2 separate regions of the Callithrix jacchus genome follow, and region 2 is linked to region 1. Evidence: chromatin contacts called from public Hi-C data. All regions are on one chromosome and are shown on one strand. The core of a region is the stretch at or near the end of the contact, and the rest is flanking DNA. Distances in the headings are between cores, read along the strand shown. Region 1 holds the start of GNAO1 (G protein subunit alpha o1). Region 2 overlaps GNAO1 (G protein subunit alpha o1).

Region 1 (3,327 bases), core at 154-2,653:
AAAAATTGGGGAAAAAGTATTTTCTTCTGGGTGGCCCTAATCTGCCTTCTTTTACCCCATTGCAAATGTATTTTTATGCTGGGTTACATTTCCAAAACAGGAGTGTTTTTTTTCTATCCTTGAAATGAAACAAACAAGTTTGCTTTCAGAGCCACAGAAATGCCCAACTGTTAGGGGAAAAAAAAAAAACAACGTTTTCCACTGGCCGCTTGCCTCTCTTATCCCCATGCAACCTTGCCTATTGGCCCCTTTCCCTAGGAGAGCCCCTGGGGCTGTCTGATGGAACTAATTGTAAAATTATTTTGTGCAGTAAAAAATTCATTTCTTCAAAATCTGAGACCACCCAGAATATGCCCAATCTTTGGCAAATATCAACTGGTTTCCTCAGTATTTGACTAGCTGTACACCGAGTAACTGACCCGGGTTTCTGGGTCTTTCTATCGGCATAGAAATGAGGGGGAAATGTTTCAGAAGATGAAAAAAGGAAGAAAATCTCTCATCCAGAATCTATTCAAAATTCATTTTGTGTGTTTGGAAGGGGGAAAACAGAAGAATTCAGTGCAAAGAGGCCTCCACCAGACTAAACCGTCCAACATCTGCAAAAGCTTTTTAAATAAAACTGCTCAGGGATCAGGGGTTTGCTGCAAGCTCCCGGTCGCTTGAAGCCCTGTCCCTCCGCTCCGGGCCCTCACGCCTCCGAGGGTGGGCACCCCTCTTGCACGGAGAGCGGCGGCTGGGATCTCCGAGCAGGGTCGCCGACGGCCCTGGAGGCAGCGGCTCCCGGAGAACAGGCCCAGGCTTTTCTCGGCCCGCTGCATTCCTCTCCTTACAGCCTTGGCTCTCACATAGTAGGTGCTCTATAAATGTGGACTAAGGACTCGAAAAGTCCGAATCTGTCCTCACGCCCCAGAGGCGAATTCTGGTGCGCGAGGTTTTATTGCAACCCACTACCACATCGCGTCTCCTGAGGTAACCTGACCTCGGCTCTGCGGCCCCAGCAGCTGGAGAGCCACGGAGAAGGCGGGCTGCGGGAGACAAGATGGAGAGCCTGCGGGAGAGGGACAGAGGCCGCGCTGGCCGCGAGCTGGGGGGCCCACCTGACTGCCGCGCTGCCTGCCCGGCCCAGCACTCCCATTGACAAGGAGGTCCGCGCCGCCGCCGCGTGGGGCGGGGGCAGGGGCGGGGTAGGGCGCCCCGGCGCGCGCCCGGCCCCACGCCCCGCCCCCGCCAGCCTCGCACGCGCCCACCCCCGGGGAGCCGCGGGCCCGGAGGGCGCTTGGGGGAGGGGGGAGGATGCTCCGCGAACGCGCGTGCGCGCCTCCGCCGGCTGACGCGGACCCCCGGCGCGCGCCTCCCCCGCCCCGCGTTCTCCCAGTCCCGGGGGCTCGGCGCGCGGCCCTGCTGACGTCAGCCGGCGGCCCGCGGAGCCGGGTGCGCAGAGTCGCTGGCTCACTCGCGCTCTGCGCTCGCCTCCTCCCCCAACCCGGGCCCTGGCGCGGGCGCGCTCCTTCGCTCTACCATTTTTTTTTTTTTCCCCTCCCTCCCTGCCTCTCTCTCTCTCTCCCTCTCCCTCGAGCACCCGGCTGGCCGCGGCTCCCTGGCGCTCTCCCTCTCTCCGGTAGGCTCACCGAGCGATGAGAGCTCTGGGAGACCGCAACGCCGCCTCCCGCTAGAGACCTGCCCCCCGGTCCGGCCCCCTGCCCAGCCCTGCCCAGCGCGCGGGGGTCGGCGAAGGCGCCGCGGACGCACCGACGGCTGAAGAGCGGCGATGCACATGCACTAGCAGCACCCCCTAACTCACTCCCTCCACATCCCGCGCCGCCGCCGCCGCCTCCGCCACCTCCTCCTCCGCCGCCGCCACCGCCTCCTCCTCCAGCAGCCGCGGCAGCAGGACCCACCCTGCCCCCCACCCCACCCTCCGTCGGCTCCGGCTGCGGCTCCAGCCTCGACTATTATTTTATTTATTTTGGGTCGTGCACAAGCCTCAGTGCCTGCAGCCCGCGCCTCCTCGGCCCGCGGGCGCCTCCTCCCTCGGCTCCGGAGCCCCTGACTCCGGCCATCCTCGACTCGACACCCCCAGATCCCCACCAGCTGCCGCGAGTCTCCGCTACTGGAATCTTGTTAGCGGCTGTCTTTTTGGGGGGTTCTGGTTACGCGACATTTTTGTTTCCAGCCCAGGAGAGGATATCGTGATTTTCCCCCCTTGAGCCCAGGCTCTGCTCTCTGGGGGGGTGGGGGGCGCGCCGAGCCGGGGAGCCGTGCCAGCGGAGTTGTGCGGGCTGTGGCAGGGAAGGGGCCACCATGGGATGTACTCTGAGCGCAGAGGAGAGAGCCGCCCTCGAGCGGAGCAAGGCGATTGAGAAAAACCTCAAAGAGGATGGCATCAGCGCCGCCAAAGATGTGAAATTACTCCTACTGGGTAAGAACCGCCGCTACCACCCCCATCCCCCGACCCCGGCCACTCCGCACCCCTGCCGCCAGCTCCTCCACCCCACCCGCAGCCGGTAGACCTGGTCCCTAAGTTGGCACCACCATGTGCCCAGGATCGCCCACCCCCTCGCATGCCTTAGCCCCCCCCCCCCCGTTCCTTTAAGCTGACACTCACCAGTTTTTCCCCACTGTCTGTGTCCCAACAGGGGCTGGAGAATCAGGAAAAAGCACCATTGTGAAGCAGATGAAGTAAGTCCCTGTGGCACTGGGATTTGTACTTTTATTAAGAATAATTTTTAAAATCGTTTTTATTACCTTGCTTACTCCACATTGCTCTCCAGGCCTGTTTTTTAATTCGTGCACACACACGCACACACACACACACACCCCTATATTTGACTCCCCTCCCCCACTCCCTACGTTGGTTCTTGGTCCTCCACCCCAACTACCGGGTGGGTGTTTTTTGGGAGGGGGAAGGGGAGCGCCTGTAGTTGTATGAATGACAGCGTCCGCCATATTGATCAGAACATCACACTATTGGCATGAATATGATCATTACTCTTGCTTGTGGAATATTTTGTGTCTCACTGCCTCCATTTCTGTGTCTCTGTTTCATTCTGTCTCTATTTCTCTCTCCTCTTCCCTCCATACCTCCCTATCCCCGAAGGTCCGTAATCCCGCTTCCCCCTGCTCTTCTCCTGGGGCAGTGATTTTGAACTTGGCTAACATGGAGGGGACCCAGCCCTAGACTGGGGTGGAGGATCAGGTGTCTGCTGTTCATGCGTTTGGTGCTGAATTGGAGGCTGTGTTTTCTACGTCTCCTCGCCCCCCCCCAAAAAAGAGGGGATTAGGGGAGGGGTCGTGTGCTAGGGGAAGGAGTGGGTTTCCAAGCGGTAG
Region 2 (3,088 bases), core at 584-3,083, 130 kb after region 1:
TCTTCCTCTCCCCGCCTACCCCTTTCTCCAGCTGCTTACAGGTGCAGTGCAAAGGTTTACATAGGGGGTTCTCCAGAATCTTGAAGTTCCCCCAAAGTGCCTCACCTCCACCATGGCAGCTTTGAGCCATTTATTTGTCAACATGAAGAGTGAGATACCATTTAGTCAGAAAGATTGTACTGGTTACTGTGAAAAAATATGTTCATGCTGGTTACTATGAAAAAATATGTCTTTAAATCATCAATGTGGAAGAGTCCTGTAGGTGGCCTGAGAAATCACAACCTCTCCCAGCCTCCTGATCCTAAACCCATGACAATGGCATCTTGCTCACTGTTAACATTCAGAAATACACAGTCTCAGCCATGCCCTAAAAAACCCCATTCTCCTCCCATGCCCCTGATCATCATGAGGGTGGGCAGGTTGCTCTTCTCATCTCTATGTGGCCCTGGGCAGCCCACAAGGTGGAGCCATGGATACTTGTCCACTGGGTGGGCACTAGCGCAGCCCACTCCTCAGGGCCGCTCCTGTGCTAAGTGCCCTCCATTTGCTCACACAACAGCCTTGTAAAGAAAATAATGGTACTGTCATCCCCATTTTGCAGGTGAGGACACTGAGCCTCAGAAAGATTATACCCCTTGCTCAAGCTGGAAACTGAAGCTGGATCTCAGGTCAGGGTAGCTCCTGAATTTGCAGTCTGAAGCCCCCCAGAAGGCTGCATGGAGCAGGACTAAAAGTCCAAGGAGGAAGCGAGCATAGGAGGCTGGTGGAGGAGGCTCCTCGAAGGGTGTGGAGTGGCAGGAGAGTCAGATGTTGGATTCCATGGTGGATTCCAACAGGTGCAGAATGACGAGGCAGGGCCATCCTGGGCAAATGACTACAAAACCCATCCCACCCACACCTACACATCTGAGGACATGCAGTCACATTTTCCCTCATGTACAACAGAGAGCCCCTACCTTCCTCTCTGAAGCTGAGCCTCAGAACCGTGGGGACAGTCGTGGGAATAGGGGCCCACTCCTTCAGGCCTCAGGCAGACACGCATGTCCGTAAACTCCTTACAGGACTGCCTGCTACTGAATCCCCCAGACTGCCTGTAGTGTGCAGCATGTGGCCAGTGCTCACAACACCGCTAGTGCCATGCCAGGCCTATGGGAGAGAGAGGAGCCACCCACGCAGGAAACGCCACACGGCATGTGGGCACGGTGCATGGGGTGTGGTCAGACAGTAAAAGAGGAGCAGACTCAGCTGCCGGGAAAGCCAGGGGTGCTGCAGGAATGGGAGGGGACTTCCTAAAGGAGGTAGGCCCCGAATTAGCCTTGGCAGGCTGGGGGGTATAATAGGACTATTTGAGGTACAAGTGCAAATATAAACCAAACAAACAAACAACATATCCTCCACTGGCTTTTTTTTTAAATCAGGGGATTGATTGAGTCAGATAATTAGAAAGCCCAGAGGTCTCTGTGGCTGCAGGTGCAGCTAGATCCAGGCATTGACATGTTACCATGACTCAGGTGTCTCCCTCTCAGCTCTGCTTTCCTCAGCGATGGCTGCACACTTTGCTGGGGGGGCTTCCTTTGAGAGCCTCTCTTTCCTAATAGTTGCTACATGTGTCCTGGGGCTGGCTGGAAGTGGAGACTGATTGTTAGTCTAATTTGAGAAATAGGGATTCTTTGTCCACCCCAGACTGATCACAGGCCAGCAGGATGTGTTGGCCAAGCCTAGCGCATGTGTCCACCCCTAAAATCAGGGGAGATTCACCTCAATGCAAACTACTCAGATTGGGTTGGAGAATGGTGCTTCCCTTCTGGGAACTGGGGCTCTGCTGCCAGAAAACAAGAGAGAAAAGCCACAGAGGCGGAGAGGGCAGCTGCCCAGCAGAACAGGACTGGGCAGAGAGGAGTGGGCAGGCCTTCACTGCCACCTGGAAGCGGTCACCGCTGCCCCTCCTACAGCACTGCCTGAGTGGGAGCACAACATGAGTTTCCTGTAGAAGTCAGCTCTAGCAGTCTGCCCTGTGTAAAACTCTTACAGGCCAGACCTGGGATCTTCATTTGTTCAGGCTACTGTAGCAGAATACCATATGCTGGGTGGCTTATAAACAACGGAAGTTTGTTTCTCACAGTTCTGGAAGCCAGGAAGTTCGAGATCAAGGCGCTGGCAGATCAGTGTCAGGTGGGGATTGCTTTCTTATCGACAGCCCCTTCTTGCTGGGTGCTCATGTGGTGGAAGGGGTGCAGGTCTCTGGGGCCTCTCCTATAAGGGCACTGACCCCCTTTGTGAGAACTCCACCTTTAAGACCTGATCACCTCCGAAAGGCCCCATCTCCTAATGCCAGCATCTTGGGGGTTAGGATTTAGGCAGAGGAATTTGTGGAGGGACATAAACAATCAGACCACAGCACCTGGTGAGTCTGCCCTGAGGACATGCATGTGTTTTGTCATGTTCTCATATGAGCTGGGTGTCCAGGCACGCTCTGACCAGCAAGAAACAGCAGTGCAATGGGGCTGGTAGCAAAGAGAACAGTGCTAGAAAATACCCACCCCACACACACTCCCATGGGCCCAGGAGAAGCCTTGGATGAGAAGTTCAGGCTCAGTGTGAGCCCCCCCCCAGGCCCCTAAAAGCAGGCAGACAAAGGGGCAGGGCCTCCCCTGGCTCTAGGAATTGCTTGTGAAGCCCGCCACCCTCCTTTGTGCTGGTAAAGCCCCTCCTTCCCTTCAGGCCTGGCCCTTCTGTCTGTCTTAGGCACATCTCTCTTCCCTCTGCTCAGGGGCTGAACTGGGTACCAGTGAGTTCTCAGCTCACACCTCAGGTGGCCAGGCCTTGTCCAATATGCAAGTCCAGGGCTGCTGGCTCTGGCACCGTAGAGGAGGTTGCCTTTGAGTCCAGGCTTTCCTTACTGGTAATGTGATTTTTAGCAAGCTGCCTCACCTAAGCAGGATACCCACCTGCTGCAATCATTAGAGATACAAACTGACAAGAGTTAGAGGATAGATAGGCTTGAGTGAGAAACTAGGGCCAAGCCTTGATATTAAAATGCCAAGGAAACCTACATCCTGCAAACCTGGCCGAGCACCAACTCTCTACC

Evidence for each region. A called contact is a pair of places that touch in the nucleus more often than the background predicts.
Region 2: a Hi-C map of skeletal muscle shows a contact between it and region 1, with 2.2 times the contacts expected there. The contact joins the enhancer-like site here to the promoter of GNAO1 in region 1. A contact is called at or near these places in 2 of 3 Hi-C or Micro-C datasets (induced pluripotent stem cells and skeletal muscle).

Annotation. Positions count from the first base shown.
Region 1 is chr20:14,059,493-14,062,819 of calJac240_pri, forward strand. GNAO1 (G protein subunit alpha o1) reads left to right here and starts at 1,404. Exons shown (of 9, transcript XM_002760959.7): 1 at 1,404-2,419; 2 at 2,637-2,679. The coding sequence starts at 2,302. LOC118149763 (a long non-coding RNA gene) reads right to left here and starts at 1,162. Exons shown (of 6, transcript XR_013530495.1): 1 at 1,098-1,162.
Region 2 is chr20:14,191,763-14,194,850 of calJac240_pri, forward strand. All of the region lies in intron 3 of GNAO1 (G protein subunit alpha o1), which reads left to right. Among named protein-coding and RNA genes, the nearest start is that of AMFR, 100 kb to the right of the region's middle. Within about 2 kb of position 1,834, at least 1 of the 16 cell types and tissues checked has an H3K27ac peak or open chromatin away from gene starts, as enhancers often do. A contact at or near this core is called in skeletal muscle, where this site is marked.